Linked DNA regions of Mus musculus: all the other regions are linked to region 3. A link is a contact called in public HiChIP or PLAC-seq and promoter capture Hi-C data. All regions are on one chromosome and are shown on one strand. Each heading gives the region's core, a stretch centred on a gene start, on an enhancer-like site or on the middle of the called end of the contact. The rest is flanking DNA. Distances are from core to core; before and after follow the strand shown. Region 1 overlaps Gm39849 (a long non-coding RNA gene). Region 2 has its middle 13 kb from the start of Gm39850. Region 3 holds the start of Sp9 (trans-acting transcription factor 9). Region 4 has its middle 47 kb from the start of Gm39849. Region 5 has its middle 48 kb from the start of Sp3os. Region 6 has its middle 24 kb from the start of Gm39849.

Evidence for each region. Promoter capture Hi-C pulls out the DNA fragments that hold promoters and counts their contacts. HiChIP or PLAC-seq counts read pairs in DNA pulled down with a chosen protein or histone mark.
Region 1: a contact with region 3 is called in a promoter capture Hi-C map of embryonic stem cells, with 5 times the contacts expected there. The contact joins the enhancer-like site here to the promoter of Sp9 in region 3. A contact is called at or near these places in 10 of 39 promoter capture datasets (the C10 cell line, the HPC-7 cell line, embryonic stem cells and 5 more), 2 of 15 datasets of contacts at CTCF or cohesin (large pre-B cells and pro-B cells), 3 of 484 Hi-C or Micro-C datasets (adipose-derived mesenchymal stem cells, granulocyte-monocyte progenitors and uterus), 13 of 115 datasets of contacts at active chromatin or transcription factors (bone marrow-derived macrophages, craniofacial prominence, embryonic basal ganglia and 8 more) and 2 of 9 other capture datasets (embryonic stem cells and macrophages).
Region 2: a contact with region 3 is called in an H3K4me3 HiChIP or PLAC-seq map of embryonic forebrain, with 4 times the contacts expected there. The contact joins the enhancer-like site here to the promoter of Sp9 in region 3. A contact is called at or near these places in 9 of 39 promoter capture datasets (3T3-L1-derived adipocytes, the HPC-7 cell line, HPC-7-derived erythroid cells and 6 more), 24 of 484 Hi-C or Micro-C datasets (B cells, the C2C12 cell line, the G1E-ER4 cell line and 17 more), 28 of 115 datasets of contacts at active chromatin or transcription factors (the HPC-7 cell line, the NIH/3T3 cell line, SST interneurons and 20 more) and 4 of 9 other capture datasets (adipose tissue, embryonic tail, liver and 1 more).
Region 4: a promoter capture Hi-C map of liver shows a contact between it and region 3, with 3 times the contacts expected there. The contact joins the enhancer-like site here to the promoter of Sp9 in region 3. A contact is called at or near these places in 8 of 39 promoter capture datasets (the HPC-7 cell line, HPC-7-derived erythroid cells, embryonic stem cells and 4 more), 1 of 15 datasets of contacts at CTCF or cohesin (pro-B cells), 1 of 484 Hi-C or Micro-C datasets (the HL-1 cell line), 9 of 115 datasets of contacts at active chromatin or transcription factors (the 230-238 cell line, craniofacial prominence, embryonic forebrain and 4 more) and 3 of 9 other capture datasets (adipose tissue, liver and macrophages).
Region 5: a promoter capture Hi-C map of hematopoietic stem and progenitor cells shows a contact between it and region 3, with 4 times the contacts expected there. The contact joins the enhancer-like site here to the promoter of Sp9 in region 3. A contact is called at or near these places in 17 of 39 promoter capture datasets (the 3T3-L1 cell line, 3T3-L1-derived adipocytes, the C10 cell line and 12 more), 4 of 484 Hi-C or Micro-C datasets (the G1E-ER4 cell line, granulocyte-monocyte progenitors, myeloid progenitors and 1 more), 15 of 115 datasets of contacts at active chromatin or transcription factors (VIP interneurons, bone marrow-derived macrophages, craniofacial prominence and 8 more) and 3 of 9 other capture datasets (adipose tissue, embryonic tail and macrophages).
Region 6: a contact with region 3 is called in a promoter capture Hi-C map of liver, with 2.2 times the contacts expected there. The contact joins the enhancer-like site here to the promoter of Sp9 in region 3. A contact is called at or near these places in 10 of 39 promoter capture datasets (the 3T3-L1 cell line, the C10 cell line, the HPC-7 cell line and 6 more), 1 of 15 datasets of contacts at CTCF or cohesin (pro-B cells), 3 of 484 Hi-C or Micro-C datasets (the HL-1 cell line, regulatory T cells and reprogramming fibroblasts), 9 of 115 datasets of contacts at active chromatin or transcription factors (the 230-238 cell line, astrocytes, embryonic forebrain and 6 more) and 2 of 9 other capture datasets (liver and macrophages).

Annotation. Positions count from the first base shown.
Region 1 is chr2:72,836,888-72,839,587 of GRCm38.p6, reverse strand. The region is part of intron 1 of Gm39849 (a long non-coding RNA gene); the gene reads left to right. Among named protein-coding and RNA genes, the nearest start is that of Gm39849, 24 kb to the left of the region's middle. Within about 2 kb of position 1,292, at least 81 of the 459 cell types and tissues checked have an H3K27ac peak or open chromatin away from gene starts, as enhancers often do. A contact at or near this core is called in adipose-derived mesenchymal stem cells, embryonic stem cells, memory CD8 T cells and 2 more, where this site is marked.
Region 2 is chr2:72,994,460-72,997,159 of GRCm38.p6, reverse strand. No RefSeq gene overlaps it. Among named protein-coding and RNA genes, the nearest start is that of Gm39850, 13 kb to the left of the region's middle. Within about 2 kb of position 1,314, at least 221 of the 459 cell types and tissues checked have an H3K27ac peak or open chromatin away from gene starts, as enhancers often do. A contact at or near this core is called in 3T3-L1-derived adipocytes, B cells, the C2C12 cell line and 27 more, where this site is marked.
Region 3 is chr2:73,270,403-73,273,210 of GRCm38.p6, reverse strand. Sp9 (trans-acting transcription factor 9) reads right to left here and starts at 1,285. Exons shown (of 2, transcript NM_001005343.2): 1 at 1,120-1,285; 2 at 1-86. The coding sequence starts at 1,140.
Region 4 is chr2:72,906,992-72,909,691 of GRCm38.p6, reverse strand. No RefSeq gene overlaps it. Among named protein-coding and RNA genes, the nearest start is that of Gm39849, 47 kb to the right of the region's middle. Within about 2 kb of position 1,436, at least 48 of the 459 cell types and tissues checked have an H3K27ac peak or open chromatin away from gene starts, as enhancers often do. A contact at or near this core is called in extraembryonic endoderm stem cells and liver, where this site is marked.
Region 5 is chr2:72,930,456-72,933,223 of GRCm38.p6, reverse strand. No RefSeq gene overlaps it. Among named protein-coding and RNA genes, the nearest start is that of Sp3os, 48 kb to the left of the region's middle. Within about 2 kb of position 1,388, at least 24 of the 459 cell types and tissues checked have an H3K27ac peak or open chromatin away from gene starts, as enhancers often do. A contact at or near this core is called in craniofacial prominence, where this site is marked.
Region 6 is chr2:72,884,873-72,887,709 of GRCm38.p6, reverse strand. No RefSeq gene overlaps it. Among named protein-coding and RNA genes, the nearest start is that of Gm39849, 24 kb to the right of the region's middle. Within about 2 kb of position 1,254, at least 11 of the 459 cell types and tissues checked have an H3K27ac peak or open chromatin away from gene starts, as enhancers often do. A contact at or near this core is called in liver, where this site is marked.

The DNA.
Region 1 (2,700 bases), core at 43-2,542, 430 kb after region 3:
ACAGGGGCCAGAAGACAGTATGAGATCCTCTAGAACAGGAGTTATAGGTGGGTGTTGGGAATCAAATCCTGGTCCTCTGGAAGAACAGCCAGTACATTTACATGCAGAACCACCTGCCCATGCCCACTCCAAATTTCATGCCACATTCCCATGCTTTACTCCTAATGAATTCTGTAACATTCAGTACAGCTCGCACAATTTACTGTAGCTACACAAAGCAACACCAAAAATTTGCACGGCTCTCTTAAGCAGCCTCCCTTTCCTCTCCTTGTGAGAGTTGGGCACGTCCTATTCTGTCAAATCTTTCTCTGGTTTGTCACTTTGCCTGCCACTCAATTGTACATCACTTTCAAACATGAGTGCTTCCTTCTACAAACTAACTTTACTTTCATTGTTTGGGATTAAAGGTGTGTGCTAAGGCTGAGCCACATCATAACTAGAAACAGCTATTTTTTTTTTTTCTGTAAAAAACAATGTTGGGGTTCACCTTGTGATCAAATATCCTGCAACAGGTTAGAATCCATGATGGTGGAGCAAAGACATAGTGGCAAGTTCACACCTTGATCCCCAGGGAGAGAACTCAGGGAATGCCCTGAGTGTTTTGAAACCTTGAAGCCTGTCCCAGTAACACACCTCCTCCAACCTGGCTAAACTTCCTAATCCTTCCCAAATAGGCCCACCAATAGAGACTAAGTATTTAAATGTATGAATGGCTGGAGGTAATTCTCAGTCAAACTATCCTCCCCCACCCCCACCCCCGTTGTCAATCAAGGAGCAAGACATGAAAGGCACACATGAACCTGGCCTGAGTTACAATACCAGAGAGTAGTGGAACTGGGACCACCTTAATGCAGTTAGTGCCAAACCAGGTCCTTAACTGTTGCACTGTTACACACAGCCCAGCATTGTTGTTTAGGTTTTGATACATGCTAAAGAAAACCATTGTAAGCTTGGACACGGTTCAAAGCTGTTCAACCCAGCTTTACATTTTCTTCAAGGTAGAACACGGTTGTTTGCCTTGGAGTCAAAGAAGGCGTGGTCTGGGTTCTTTAAGATTGAGTGCTTTAAGTCCTTGTCACAGTGACAGGAATTACAACAGGGAAACTCTGAGCTCAGAGAGAGAGAGAGAGAGAGAGAGAGAGAGAGAGAGAGATTTTATTACCCCTAAGAAGTTGTTCAATTCTAAGTGTGGGTGGGATAACTATTTTTAATGACTCATTCCTTCACCCCAAGTGATGTCACTTGTTTGACCTTGTTTACACAGTCTAAGAAGGTCATTCACAGGTCAGCCAATCCTGGCCTGCCACATCCTCAGACAATGAGACTGTGATGGTGAGAGTCGGGGTTTCCCCAGTTATTATCTGGCTTGCTAAATTTGCATTGGTTCTTCCCACTTTTGCCCACAGCACCTCACGTTTCCTGCAAACATAGGCGACTTGGTATGTTTTTCCTCCATGCTAAGCAAAAGCCATGAAGTATGGATTTTCCTTCAGTGACTGCACTAGAGAAACTTCCCTTAAGGGTTCAAGTGAAGCTGGTGGAAGTATTATCCAGTCTATCATCTTCCTGGAAAGGTCTCCACTGATTTTTATTAGACACACGGGCTGAATTCCTTCAGGCATGCTTTTTATTCTGGTCACAAGATTGGATTTGTTTAGTGTTTGATTTTCACGGTCTTTAAAGCATTTGCACGGTAGCAATGGGAAGGTGTGTGAAACCTGACAAAGCATCAGTCTTCACAACGCTGGGATCTACCTGCACCCAGGATTAAGTCTACCTGACCAGGCTAATCAGAGTCTTGGTTGTAACTGCTAAAGTTAAAAAAAAAACAACAGAAAAACTATGTATCTCCCCTCCCCTGAAGGCTCCCCCACCCCCACCCCTCTTTCTGGTTTCCTGACCTCTGTGGGTATTCCAAATGAAATGTATGTGTCTAAAGCGTCAAAGCTAACACCTACAAATGAAAGAAAGCAAGGGACACTTGGCAGGGATACTTAACTCAGAATGATTGTTTCCAGCTGTATCCTTTACCTGTGAGCTTCGAAATTTCATCTTTCTTAATAGCTGAAAAATATTCCAGTGTGTAAATACGCCACATTTTCATTATTCATTCATTGAGACTGTAAGAGCCAGAAGTGGCAGATGAATACAAGGTAACAGTATGGGCAGCTGCACATATGACAGTGACACAATGTTGCTCCTGTTGTGTCTGGAAGACAGTTTTCTTGGAGCCATCCTCCACCTCTGGCTCTTCCAATCTTCCTGCCTCCTTCTCCGCATAGAGTTCTGAGCATCATAGGCAAGTAATTGCAGTGACAATCCCCAGACGACTAAATGCGATGTGAGTCCTGCTTGTCCCCCATAATGCTGTGAAAATGATGAGTTACTGAGTAGAGCACTTGGAGAGACTTGTCATTTCAGTTAATTAGCTACTCACTTTAAAATCAGTTCTTTGAGAAGTTGCATACAATGGGTTTTGATCAGATTCACTTCCCCAGTGACTCCTCCCAAGTTATCCTTACCAAACCAGCTTTGTGTTCTCTTCTCTCCCATTCACCCCATCCAGTTTGTGCTGCCTTTGTTTTCTTAGACACATGCCCTTCCAATGAAGCATGGTTGGCTTATCATAAGCAAGAGACTTTTTCTTTTTATTTACTGCTGAATTCTTCCATATCTTTTTTAATTTATTTTTTCTCATAC
Region 2 (2,700 bases), core at 65-2,564, 280 kb after region 3:
TTCTCTTTCAGAACAGAGCTCCCATAATCCGATGGGCGGACTCTTTCACGAAGCTCCTATATTAATAGCTGTATTTTAGTCCCTCCCAACCTCTGTCCCAGCTTGGTCTGTGCTTTATGAGACATTTCCCTGAGGTGTGTCCATGCTGCGAGACGTACACATCTGCACCAGGACACAACATGCTTGGTGCTCTGTGTCCCTCACAAAAGGCATGATGGTTTATATACCTACGTTCACAACCAAGTAAAAAGAAAAGAGAGGAAAACAGTGGGTGATAGTACCTGCCTAGTATTTCCTAACCAGGTAAATTAATAGAGCAGACCACCATCCGTTATAAGGAGTGTATTTTAAGTGCAGCGTGGGCAAGGAAATGTGGTTAGTTGTTTTCATAGAAAGTAGAAAGGCCTAGCAAGTCTAAATGATTTATAATTAATCAGTTCTCTCATCTGATAATGAGGTAAATGTGTTATATTGGAAACTGAGGTAGAAAGAAGACGGACAAGACAGACTTCCTCCTCCCCTCAGAGGCTATAATTAGGAGAGATATGATATGCATATTCCTAGCGAAAGCATTAGGGAAAGGTGAGGTGTCCCAAGGATTGCAGTGATTTCAGGAAGGAGACACTGGGTTTTGGCTGGGGAGGAGGCAGAAGCTTTGGAATCAGGCTTGGAGTGTGTGGTGGGGGTGGGGAATCCATATTTCTCATGTAACTGTTGTCTTGGCAGGTTAAGGTAAAAATCATATTCACGGGAAGGGCAGCATTATTATCTGGCTAATTCCTGCCATAGAAACATTTACATGATCTTACAAAAATCTATTCACTAATGTTTTTTTTTGGCAGCCACCAGGGCAGTCATTGTTAATTGTCACACTCTCCTTATAACCTGAGGAAACTCACAGAAAAGGAGACACACACCCTCAGTAAGCTGTGTGTTGTTCCAGGGATTCATAGATCCCTGGGCCTGTTCTTGAACTGCCCAGGGTCTGTGGTCATTATTAAGAAGCCCTGACAGCAGGCAGCCCCTAAAGTATGAAAGCGTTCACCGAGCAGGCTCAACCCTAGAGTCTTGGAGCTTATTTGCTCTGAACGTTTAACACGCCTGTGAGGTCTAATGTGTACAGCTAGTCCAAGGGCTGAGTCTGACGCTGAAGTGGTGTCATTGGCTCCTGTGCACCTCTGGGTGGACAGGGACCAGGAGACAGAGAGTGAGAGAACATGAGAGTGAGGGCTTTCGAAAAGGAGGGACATACTTGTGCAGGAAGCCATTGTTTTTCAAAGTTTCCCTGGTGACTCTGAAAACTGAGTCCCCACACCCACTGCCTCAGGATGTTATTTTCTGTGAGCCTCCTCCATCCCTCCTGCAGAGAGACTTCTGGCAAGTCCCTCAGACATGCCCAGACGCATTCTGTATGCTGGCCTGGAGCCCAGCTTCAGCCTGGGCTGCAATCCTCCTGTTCCCCTTGCATGCTGCATTAATATTGAAAGTGGATGGCAACTTGAGGTCCCCGGCAAGGGAATGAAGGCAGCTGACATGCTCAAGGAAATATGTCTGTAATGCAGTTTTACCGAGCCAGATCTGGGCCGGGGCCTTCTGCAGTCGGTCAGGGGTGCAACCTGGGGTTCCTGGAGGAATGTTAGAGTGTTTCTAATTTGTTGCTTTAGAATTAGACCCACTTCTAGGACAATGTACTAAGTGACACAAGTCAGGCATAGAAAGAGAACTACTGTGTGATCTCACATGTAAGTGAGGATGCTGGTCAAATAGAAAGGGAAGAATGCTGGTTATTAGGGGCTGAGGCAGGAAGAGGAGGGGAGACACTGGCTAAAGTGTACAAAGTCTCGATTAGATTGATTAGATGGGTTAAGTTAAGGCTCACTGTACAGTACGGTGACTTATTAATAACAAGGACTGCTTACTTGAAGATTGCCAAGACAGTAGATTTCAACATTTTTTTTTAAGACAGGGTTTCTCTGTGTAGCCCTGGCTATCCTAGAACTCACTCTGTAGACCAGGCTGGCCTTGAACTCAGAAATCCACCTGCCTCTGCCTCCCGAGTGCTGGGATTAAAGGCGTGCACCACCACTGCCAGGCTCAACATTTTTTTTTTTTCCGAGACAGGGTTTCTCTGTATAGCTCTGGCTGTCCTGGAACTCACTTTGTAGACCAGGCTGGCCTCGAACTCAGAAATCCGCCTGCCTCTGCCTCCCGAGTGCTGGGATTAAAGGCGTGTGCCACCACGCCCAGCTTCAACATTTTTTATTACATTAGAAAAAACTAATCTGGGGCCTGGTGAGATGGCTCAGCCGGTAAGAGCACTGACTGCTCTTCAGGAGGTCCTGAATTCAAATCCCAGCAACCACATTGTGGCTCATGACCATCCGTAGTGACATATGACACCCTCTTCTAAAGACAGCTACAATGTACTTACATATAATAAACAAATTCTTTTTAAAAAAAGAAAAAAGAAAAAACTAATCTATGTGTGTGTGTGTCCTTCACTTCTTCCACCATGCTGGGGTTCGGGGGGGAGGAGGGCTTAGCTCATTAGTCTTAGCAACAAGTACCTTTCTCCACTGAACCATCTTGCCAGTTCTATGTCTTAATATTTTAAGTGTTCTTAGTTACTTAAAAAAGGATAAATATATAAGGTAATACATATGTTAGTTTATTTACTCATTATCATACCATGATATATAC
Region 3 (2,808 bases), core at 36-2,535:
AGGGTCGTCAGGGGGCTCGTGTTGCCGATCTTGTTGCAGGTCGCCGCCAGCATGGCCAACGGGGTCGTTCCGAAGCGTGGCTCTTCCTAGAGTGGGTGGGGTGAAGGAGGGAGCGAGGAGGAGGAGGAGGAGGGCAGGGAGAAGTGGGGGAAGACACAAAGTGCACCGGTGAGCAGCCTCGTTCCCCCCGCGCAGATCCCGGAGGGCCCTGGCACCCCGGCTCGCGCCTCCTCCCCGCACGCTGGCGGGGGACGCGCCGCGCCCCGCGCAGGACAGAGGCGACCACGAGCGAGTAGGAAAGTTGTTCCTCAGTGAGACTATAGATCAGAAATGCCTCGGTTTTCGCCACTTCGTTCGCTGCCACCCTTGTCTAGAATCAGACTTGGGTTGACGCCATAAGCCCGCTCATCTCCCAGAAGCTCCCAAGTCGCCCTTCCGGGTGTAGCACGAAGGTAAACACACACAAGAAATAACGGGTGAGGGCGGGGGGTGGTGGCCAAAACAGCCACCCAGTGCTGGAAGAAACTCTTAGAACATTCCTCGAATGAGTGGCTACGACTTGGCTATTTTCTTTTATAGTTCAGAAACGTAGTTTTGATATTTACACAACGCACACGATTACAAAAAGAATCCAAGTATAAGCGGCTTTCAAAGTCAAGGGCAAACTGGGGAGCCACGCTAATGTAAGTGTTTATTAATGTAACTTCGTGGCCTGCAAAACAAGACTTTCCAGAAAACACTGTAATGTAATGCAACAACCCCCAAACCAAGTGGCGGGGGGTGGGGTTGGGAGTGGGGGAGTGATGTTAAAATCAAGAAGGGAAGAAAAGAAACATTCGGCTTTGCCTCAAAAACCAGTTAAAAGGGAACTTGCTTAAGACATTCTTTTCTTGCAAAGGCAAAAGGTCCCAGGTTCCAATAACTTGAAAAGATCGGTTCCAGAAATGTAGAAAATGCTAAAAGGAAACCAGAGCTGTGGTATAGCAACAGTTTCTTGAGAGATTCTGGCCCAGAGAAGCCATAAGAAAACAAAACAAAAACAAAAAACCACCACCAACAACACAAAAACAAAACAAACAAAAATGAGCAAAGCCTTTGCAGCGAGTCTTTTTCACTTACCCCAAGTATAGACGTGGCCATAGCAGGTTTTGGGCTGCGCGGCGAGGCCCGGAGCGGTGTTAAGCCTGGCGGCTGCTGGGAATCACGATTCAGGTCCCGCGCGGCTCCCGCGTCCCGCGCTCGCGCCGAGCGGACTCTGGGCTCCCGCCGGCAAAACTCAGCCTAAGTGCGAGGAGCACCCGCTTTGAAGTGCCGCTGGCTGCGCCTCTCGCCCAATGAGGGCGCAGGCAGAGCAGACGGGAGCTGCCCCGCAGCCAATCAGACGCTCCGAGGGGCCCGAGCCCGGGCTCCTGGCGCGTGCCAGTCAAGTCTGCGGGCGTGGGTGGGAGGGGGGCGGGCTAGGGACAGAAGAAATTACAGTGCAATTAAAAATTTACACACACTCACGTACCAAGCCAGGTTTAAGTACTGTTGAGACCAAGCCGCAGGCCCCCACCACTCCCACCACCCTGGCCACCTTGCTACGTAGGGCTGACAGTCTTCACTCTCCACTTGTGGGAAAGAAGCAGGAGAGGGACACCCCGGCCTAGGGCACAAGCAGAAATGGTCTGCGTTCACTTTGTGTGTACACGTTGTTGCTGCGAAGAACTTGAACTTGTAGCCATCACTCTTGCGATGGATTTATCCTTGTCGTGGTCGTTTTCCCAGATTCCTGCTCCCACCGTACTCTTTTTATACTCAGAGTCCTATTGAGCAGAGGGCGCAAAGGACAGCTGGGCCTCTCCAGGCAGGTCTACACCCACAGACTTGTTAGGAGAGCCCAGAGCCTGCTGCATCCCGCCATTTCCCTCCAGCGGTCTAAGTGACTTCCTAATTGTCGCTCTGGCCTCTGACCCAGGGGGTAATACAAGTGCCTATCACACCAGAAGCTCCTGGTGGTAATTGAGGGCACCCTTTGTATGGCTTCGCCAGCGCCTAGATACCAGGTTAACCCAGTTGTCAAATATGACTAAACAGTGGGACGTGCTGATTATCTGCCAGGTTTTTCTGGGGGCTGGCGTGGGGGTGGGAAGCATCAGCCCATACAACACTCTGCACGAAGCCGCTTATTTTCACATTGTAACAACTTTGGAAACGGAGACCGGCGCGAGCGGCGTCCGCCCCCCCACCGCCACCCCCGCCGAAGCTGCAGCTTGCACCGCTGTTTGTTTAACCCGGTGGAGATTTGCATGTCGGATTTCAGGTTGAAGTCGAGTTTTAGGGGATGTTTATAGAGTCATTTTTCTTGCTTCAGATTCAAACTATCTCCACTGCAGACTGCTAGGGCCTAGAAACTCCGTCTTCAGGGCCAAGGGACTCCAAAGGAAGGCTCATCTTCATCAGGCACCCTGCTGACACAGCCTTTGGAGGACCTCTCCGGAGCCTTCACCGAGAGAGTCTGCGAAAGCCAGGCCACACGTGGGCGCCTCCGCCTTCTGCAAGCTGGAAGCATCTTCAAAGCCTCTCTGGACCTTGGTGTAAAAAGAGGTGTCCTCACGCATCGCAAGGCGCCGCCGCTGGAGGGTTTCCTGTTTCTGGGCATTACTTTTGTCTTTTCCAGGGTAGCCAGAGGCAGCTTTTGAACTAGAAATACCAGCGCCCTCAGGCAGGTCTGGATACTTAAACGTGTAAGCACGTCCCCCCTCCAAACCACATCCTGCTTTTTAAAATAATAACTCCCAACCCTAAATGATCGGGTGCAAAAGACAA
Region 4 (2,700 bases), core at 187-2,686, 360 kb after region 3:
GGCTCTGGCAAGCCTTGTCCTTCCCCTGTTTCCTCTGCCTTGCTAAAAACCCTAAGGTTACAGTCTTAAAGCTAGCCACCAAGGTCTATTCCCTCATTTGGCCACTTCCTCCTCCTGAAACTGACCACCAAGGTCCAGCTATCAAAATATTGAAATCTAGCAACCAAAAGCCCTCTTTTGCTCACCTACTTAGTAACATGCCCGATCAAAACAAACCAACTCATTCTAACATGGGGTTTCCCTTTACAAACTGCTATTTTCCTATGGGCCGCATCTGTCTCCTCTCTATCCAGGGGCAGTCCTTTGTCCTCTGGGACAATACCTCTTCCTCCCTCTCCCTTGTTCCCTTCTCATCCTCTATCTCCTGTCTTTGTCTCTGATTCCCTGCCCTTTGTTCCTTGGGGGCAATAAATCTCCTTTGTGCTGAGACCTTGGTCTTGGGGTGTCTTGTGCCAGTTCTAACCAGTCCTTCCAAAACGTGTGTGTTGTCACTGTGGTGAGTCACTTGCTCATTACTAATCTTAACCCTGACTTGGTAGATGCCTAATGTCTTGCTAAAGTCTAATATTTTGGTTTTGGTTGATAACCAATGTTAGCTCGCATGTATTCTTCTGAACATGATCTTTAAGTGTTGGGCAACATGCGTGCCTGGAAGGACCCCCGAAGTTCACAGATTCCTAAATTAGTGATTGGCTAAGGTAACAAGATGGCTAGAGAAAGAAAGATGCTGGGCTTAGCTCCCCATCGCTGCTCACAGCAAGTGGGGACTTGTACTTTCATTCTAGGCTTTACTGAAACCTCAGCCAAAAGCTTATGATAAGTATTCATCAAATTAAATGCGAGTGTGAGGGGGGGGAGTGGGGGGTGGGAACCAGAGTCAGAAGGTCCAGGCAGAGGTGCAAACAGACACACAGTACAGGAAGATGAATCCCAGAGCGGTGTGTAGAGCAAGAAATGGGGTGTGTGAGAAGAAACAGGCATCTGTATTCAAACTTCAATTATGATGTGTAGAGTCGTTTTTTCCAGTGAGCAGGGTCACAATTACGTCATACTTAACACGTGGATAGTCACATGTCCTGCGCTGCTGGCTAACACACTTGTAGAAGCCACAGGGCCCTAGCCCAGGACAGGCGCTCTACAGAGACCCGCAGGGTTCTCCTGCTGCTCTGGCTGCTTTTCAGGTATCTTACATCCCACGTGGGTCCAGTTATGTGGATCTCTGGCTCTGATCCTTCAGTTTAAGGACAGCCTCAGGAAAGGCGGGTTAGCGGCTGAGTAACGTTCTGCCAGGAGGTTGCTGCTTTGCTCCTCACAGTTAGCTATATTGTCTTCGGGCAAAAGTCTACGGCGAAGCCGGTCCTACTCAGAGGAACCCTGAACTGTACTGTGTTTGTTTACGCCTCTACCTGGACTCGTGGTTTTCCGCAACCCTTGTGTTTATTTTGATGAGGTAAACATTGACTTTTGGCAGCGATCTCAGTAGGTGAAAGTCTGGGCTGTGGCTCAGCAGTGGCCTGCGTGCTGAATATTTGTAAGGCCCTGGTGTAAGGATCTCTAGTGAAAAAAAAAAAAGCAACAGCAACATATACCCAAACAAACCCACAAAATTATGAGATAAATACAAGGGTCTAATCTAATTCTGTCTGACGGTGACACTTTGAAACAAGGATCTTGTATGTACCCTATGGTTTAAGGCTGAACCTTGGCCTCTGTGGGTTATGTTTAACAGGTGATAGTTAAGGAACACAATTACAATTAAGAAACTAAACATTGTAATTCTCTAGGGGATTGTTCTTAAAATAGTGGAAAAAAAATTCTTTTAAAGTTTTGAGACCCCTGATAAGAATATAAAGCCATATATTTAAATTCCAAGTTTGACTTCAGGACTCCTATAGTTAAACATTTTTAAAACTACATTTAAAAAATGTAATGTGTGTGTTTGTGAATGTGAGTATATATGCCTGTGTCTATGTATCTCTGTATAGTTGTGTGTCTGTGTGTTTGTGTGTACGTGTGTGTCTGACACACAGGCCATTAGCCTTGATGGCAAGTGTCCTTACCTACTGAGCCATCTTGCTAGCCTCTCTAAACATTTTTTTTTTTAAACATGAAAGGGAGGGACTTACATCTTGTGTGTATGTGAGTGTGTTTGTCTCTGTGTGTTTATGTGTGAGAGTATGTGTGTGAGAGAGTATGTGTGTGTGTGTGGTGTGTGTGTGTGTGTGAGAGAGAGAGAGTTTGTGTGAGAGAGAGATAGTGTGTGCGTGCGTGCGTGAGTGAGAGAGAGAGAGAGAGAGAGAGTACTGGAGTGGGTTGTGGAGATAGAGTGTGGAGGTCGGAGGGTGATATTTAGGAATTCATCTGGGTCACAGGGATTGAACTCGGGTCATTAGCCTTGGTAGCAAATATCTTTACCTACTGAGCCATCTTGCTAGCCCCTCCAAACAGTTTTTAAAACATGAAAGGGAGGGAGGGAAGGAGGGAGAAACAGATTCGAAAGACTTAACTCTCGTGTTTAGAAATTATGAACATACTGTGTTTTCAAGAAAAGGAAAGCTTATCTTATGAAAGGAAAAAAGAAATGATGGGGCCGGCCCGTGTGGACCAGGGCATTGGACGGAGCTGTGTTCCTGGCTTTTCTCAGTGGTGTATGTATCTTAGTAGTTTAGTGTGATTGCTTCGTTCGGCTCCTGGGGGCCC
Region 5 (2,768 bases), core at 139-2,638, 340 kb after region 3:
TTCAGGCTGGTTGTGACATGGCTTTAACCTCAGCACCCAGGAGGCATAGGCAGGCAGATCTGAGTGCAAGGTCAGCCAGGGGCTGAACAGTGAGATCCTTCCTGTTTCAAAACAAAAGTTTCATCTTTTGCGACACTTACAATCAAACTTGGGGCCTTGAGTATACTACGCAAGTACTTTGCCATTAGGCCACATCTCCAGCCTTAAAGCTGGGTAATCTTTCATAATTTTTATTTTGTTTTATGTATTAACTTGTATTAATAATTTATTTGTCTTGGGGGTAAAGAGCTGTTAAGAGAACTGGCTGTTCTCACAAAGGACCTTGGTTTGATTCCCAGTATCCACAGTGGCTCACAGCCACCTGCATTTGCAGTTTCTCTGTGCACTGCCCCATGTGGTGCACCTACACACAAGCAAAAGTGGATTACACTGGAATGGGTGGGCTTGCCTCAGGTGAGTAGTTAGGGAATTCTTATCCTCGTCCCCTACATAGAATTTGTAGGCGCAGTGACATTCTTCCCTTCTGCCATTTGAGCACATGTTCTATGCTTAGCACTTAGGGTAAAATGATGGTTATTTCATGATTTCTATTCTAAGCGCTCTGGTTAGTCCTAATGATAGGACTACAATTACCCTTCTGATTTTAACAAAATTCTCTGTGGTTTCTCTAGTTTCATGTGCTTGTTTCATTATAACAGTACAGTCCCTTTATTTCAAGTTAGGAAAAGGCTAGTTTTGTTTCCCTCTCTCCTTGAACATGATCCTTTAAGAGTTGGAGCATAACTCTGCTAAGTGTCCACAGATGTGGCATCTGGAATGTCTACCCCCAAGCAGGGAGAGCCTAAGTGTAGCCCTGAGGCAGCTTGCTTGGCACAGTTCATATGGACACCTAGTAAACTTTTATGACATTCACAGAACTAACAGAGGGCCTTCCTTGTTCCTTTCTGGTGTTGAACTTGAGGGTTACTTGATAGGCCAAATTCAGGAAGAAACAATACCAAAAAAAAAAAATTGCTTTGGAGGTTTGTTACTGGCCAAAATCTAAATCTCTCCTTGGGAATCATTGAGTCAGCCCTGAAAGGGAAAATAGGAGCTCTGGAGCTACAGTGTGTCACAAACCTACGTTTCAGTCAGTTGGAGAAGAGGAAAAGGGGATCTACCTTTGAAGATCGTGCAGATGCCGTGTACAAAGGTCAGTAGGTGTAAATGCCACCTGAACCAAGCTGTGCTGCCTGGGCACTGTATGGTGGTTCCTTTTCTGAAGGGTTTCTGGGACATTTGTGTTTTCCAGAGTGAAAGTTTAGGATGTGGAAGGTGTATGGGTGGGCAGAGGCTGAGAGGCGGAGTTAACTGCATTGGCTGGCATGGAGGAGGCCAGTGGCATAGGATGTGATGTACTGGACAGTGGCGTAGGATGTACTGGATGGTGGTGGGCTTGAGCCTCAACTCTTGGCATTGCATCTCCTGACCACCTAGATGTGAAGAATTTTGCCTGCTGCCTGCAGGAAGTCTTACGATGGCTCCAACCTGGCCTTTTGGTTTCCCATCCACTGTGGTCTTTGTTCTTGAAGCTTTCCCAGCAACTCTGAGAGCTAATAGCAAAGCAGTCTGCAAGTTTAAATTCCTCTCCTAATCAGCTCCAAAGAGCAGGCAGAGAGTAATGGGATCATGGTTTCCCTCAAGTTGCAGGCACTCCCACCCCCAGCTACAGAGGGGCTCTGTCATGCCCATCACTGAACTCTTAAGAGTCAGCAGCAGCAGGTTGGTAACTCCTTTGTTGTTTGTTTGTTTTTAGCAACTCTCTCCTGCCTTAGTCTCCATTGACCTACCAGCAAGCAGCTAAGTGAGAGGTTTGGCTTGTGGTATTATCACCATGTCTCAGCTTCATGGCCAGCTTTTGAAAGAATTACCAACACACTCTACTTCTTCTGGTCATAACAGTTCACTATACCTTCTAGTTTCTGCTCTGTATTCCATTGGAAATGCTATTGAAGTCAACAGTGGCCTAACTAAATCACTAAACTACAAACCACTTAAACCTTGGAATCCTGCTATCATGTGGGGTGTCCCGATGAGGTGGCTTTTCTCCCCATGGAAGTGACCTACTTCCAGCTAAGATGCTTTCCTCAAGTTTCCACAGCTTCCAGAGCGGCACTCCCAACCGATGACCACACATTTGAAATATGAGTTTGCTGGGGTGGTGGTGGTGGCACACACCTTTAATCCCAGCCCCAGCACTCAGAAGACAGGCAAGTGGATTTCTGAGGTTGAGGCTAGTCTGATCTACCAAGAGGGTTCCAGGATAGCCAAGACTACATAAAGAAACCTCCTCGGGGCAGTAGGAGAGAACAAAACATGACATATAGAGAAATCTCATATTCAATTTACAATTACTTTATTACTTTTTGTTGTTTAGCCATTCACCAACTGATGGACTTTTGGGGTGTTTCCATCCTATTGTCATTGTGACTACGACTGCTATGTATATTTACATATTTACTATATATTAAATAAACTTATATATTTATACAAGAATTTATTTGAATTCCTGTTTTAACGTCTTGGAAATACACTTAGGAGTAGAATTGCTAGATCTATTGTGCTCTTGGACCCTGTTTCCCCCACCCCCCACCCCCAACAGGGTTTCTCTGTGTAGTTCTTGCTGTCCTGGAACTCACTCTGTAGATCAGGCTGGCCTTGAACTCAGAGATCTATCTGCCTCTGCCTCCCAAGTGCTGGGATTAAAGGTGCCCTGCCCCCAGCTGTGC
Region 6 (2,837 bases), core at 5-2,504, 390 kb after region 3:
AGCTGGGAAGCCTAAGAGCATGGCACCTAGCTGTTGTTTGGTATGGAATGTCTTGCTATATCATGTTGTGGCAGACATGGGAAGACAGAACAGGCATGCCAGAGAAAGGGCTTTGCTGTGTCAGACACTTGGGGTCACCCCTGCTGACTGATCATGGGGACAGCTCACCTCTCTAAGCTTCACCTTACACCCCATAAGTGGGGTGATGGTGGGGTCTACTTCATGAGATTATGGGGATTATGGGATTAACATGGGAAAGAGATTTAGAATTCTACTTGATCTCTGACCAGTCCAATAAAAGTTCTTTTGTGTTTAATGGTCTCTTCTCTCACATCTTCAGCTCAGTAAGGAAATAACAATGTTGCCCTCAAGACCTTGCGACCTATTTTTCTTGTCAATGTTTTATAGCAAGATTTTGCTCCCTTTTCTTGGGGACCACATTCTCAAGGTCACTGGTGACCTTGTCTACTCAGGTTCTTTCTATCTTCAAAACCAAGGTGACTCAGGGCCCTCATGGCTCTTCGAGCTATACTGAAGCTTTTCAGTGGCTCAGGGCCCTACCCTTAGCATCTCCACTGCTTTATCCCCACTGGTACTGGAGAGCTCTCTACAAGGCAGGCCTGACCAGGCCCCACTCTTGTGCTTCCTCCAGCTGCAGTCCCTGTCAACAGGAGGCTCTCAACCTCTTTCTCTGAGCTTGTTGCCCTGTTTCTCCTCCTTTTCTGGGGATATTTTAGGTTCCTTTGTGTCTTAGGGTTTTACTGTTGTGAACAGACACCATGACCAAGGCAAGTCTTATAAAGGACATTTAATTGGGGCTGTATTACAGGTTCAGAAGTTCAGTCCATTATCACCAAGGTGGGAAGCGCAGCATCCAGGCAGGCATGGTGCAGACAGAGCTGAGAGTTCTGCATCTTCATCCGTTGGCTGCTAGTGGAAGACTTGCTTCCAGGTAGCTAAAATAAGGATCTTAAAGCCCACACCCACAAGGCCACACCTCCCACCAGTGCTACTCTCTGGACCAAGCATATGCAAACCATCACACTTTGGCACCTGGGTTGTTGCTGGTTTTTTTTTTTTTTTTTTTTTTTTTTGTGCATATCTTTTTCTTCCTTCCAACTTGGTTTCTGTCTAGGTGACCTTCGGAATTCACCTGTTTATGCTTGTCCTGAGCAGGTATCCTCTGACAGATCCTCATCAGAGCCTCTGCTGAGTCATTGCTAGGGAGAACGTCCTCTTGGGCTTCCTAACTGGCTCTCTCAGTTCCCATTTAACAGTGTACTTTGGTCTTCTGCTCTTCTGTTTACACCTGTCTCCCTATGAACCTTAAGTTTTCCTGGCTTCAGGACAAAGAGGGCAAAGGGTACATTCAGTGTGCCCTGACACCCAGCTTGGAAAGAAAATGGCAAGGACCATAAAATGAGAGGCTGACAACTTGTTTTTGTGTCACAACAGGACCCCGATAAGACAGGAAATGGTGGATTGTGAGCTGGTATAGAAAATGATTCAATCAGTAGTCTACAAAATGAATACTGTGAGTTGGGAGAGAGAGTAGATGAAGTGACCACTTTCCTGATGGTATAGACCACCTCCTGGTTCAGCCAATGATGAGCTGAGGATGACCAATCACAATAAAGATTATGCTATGCAGTGGCCCTCACTTCCCATTCTTATAAAACCCACTGAACTCAATATCACTCTTAGGAGGTCTTTCCTACTTTACCTTTGTAAATCTATTTCTGGCTTACTTTTTGAGTTTCCATGTTATTCCTGGGTATGAGGCAATGAACTTGGAAGCCACTGGCTTGAGGTGACTGTTCACCCTAGCTGTACTCCAGATCCCCAAGTTACGGTCATCAAGAGCAGAGAAGGGCTCTTAAGAAGCCAGATATAGTCATGGATTGGGGGTGGTGTTAATGTCACCATATAATCGTTTCTTTTCATAAATGCTTTATTTTTGTTTTTGCTTTAAACAGGGTATTTGCTATGTATATAGCACGTGCTGTTTGTGAACATGTGTTCCTCCTGCCTCCCAAATATTTGGATTACAGCTGTGAAACTTTACATCTAGGTTTCATGTTTTATATTTGTAGCATGTAGTTTGCTACCTGGGAATGGGCTGTACTACCAGCCCCCACCTGGTTCCCTCTGATTTGTAGCTAACAACAAAACAACAACAACAACAACAACCACCACCACCACCACCACAACACACACACACACACACACACACACACACACACACACACACACACGCCAGTTAATCTTAAAATGCCTTTGCTAATACAATGACTGGGCACTGCTAAACCTCTCCTGCCACTCTAGGCATAATTGAATAGAGTTGCCATTGGCCCCTCCAACCGAAAATTCACATTGCTGGTTGGCTTTATCTCTTACAGCTACTCCTCCTTCTCCTTCCCCAGCTCTCTCAATTCTTCCTCCATCCTCCTGCGCAACTCTAAGTGTTCCACCCCATCCTCAGTCATTGGTCACTGGTATCTTTATTGATGGATCAAGAACCAATTGGGGAATAGGACCTTATCATCAGAACCAACTCCTACATTTCACCTTTTCTGTCTAATAAAAGAAAAGAAAAGAAAAACCTCTTCTCCCAGACATAAATTGAACAAAACCATAACAATCATGCAAATCACAAAGTATGATATACAATTAACATCAAGTTCACCATATTTGACAACTAGATAAAGTATTCTACCCTCATCCTTAACAAAGAATTATGATTCTATTCCTGGATTATGTTTAGATTTTAGCCTGTAACACCATTTAAAAACCATGTCTTCCACTCTATAACCTCTTTAAATGTTAAACAACTTGGG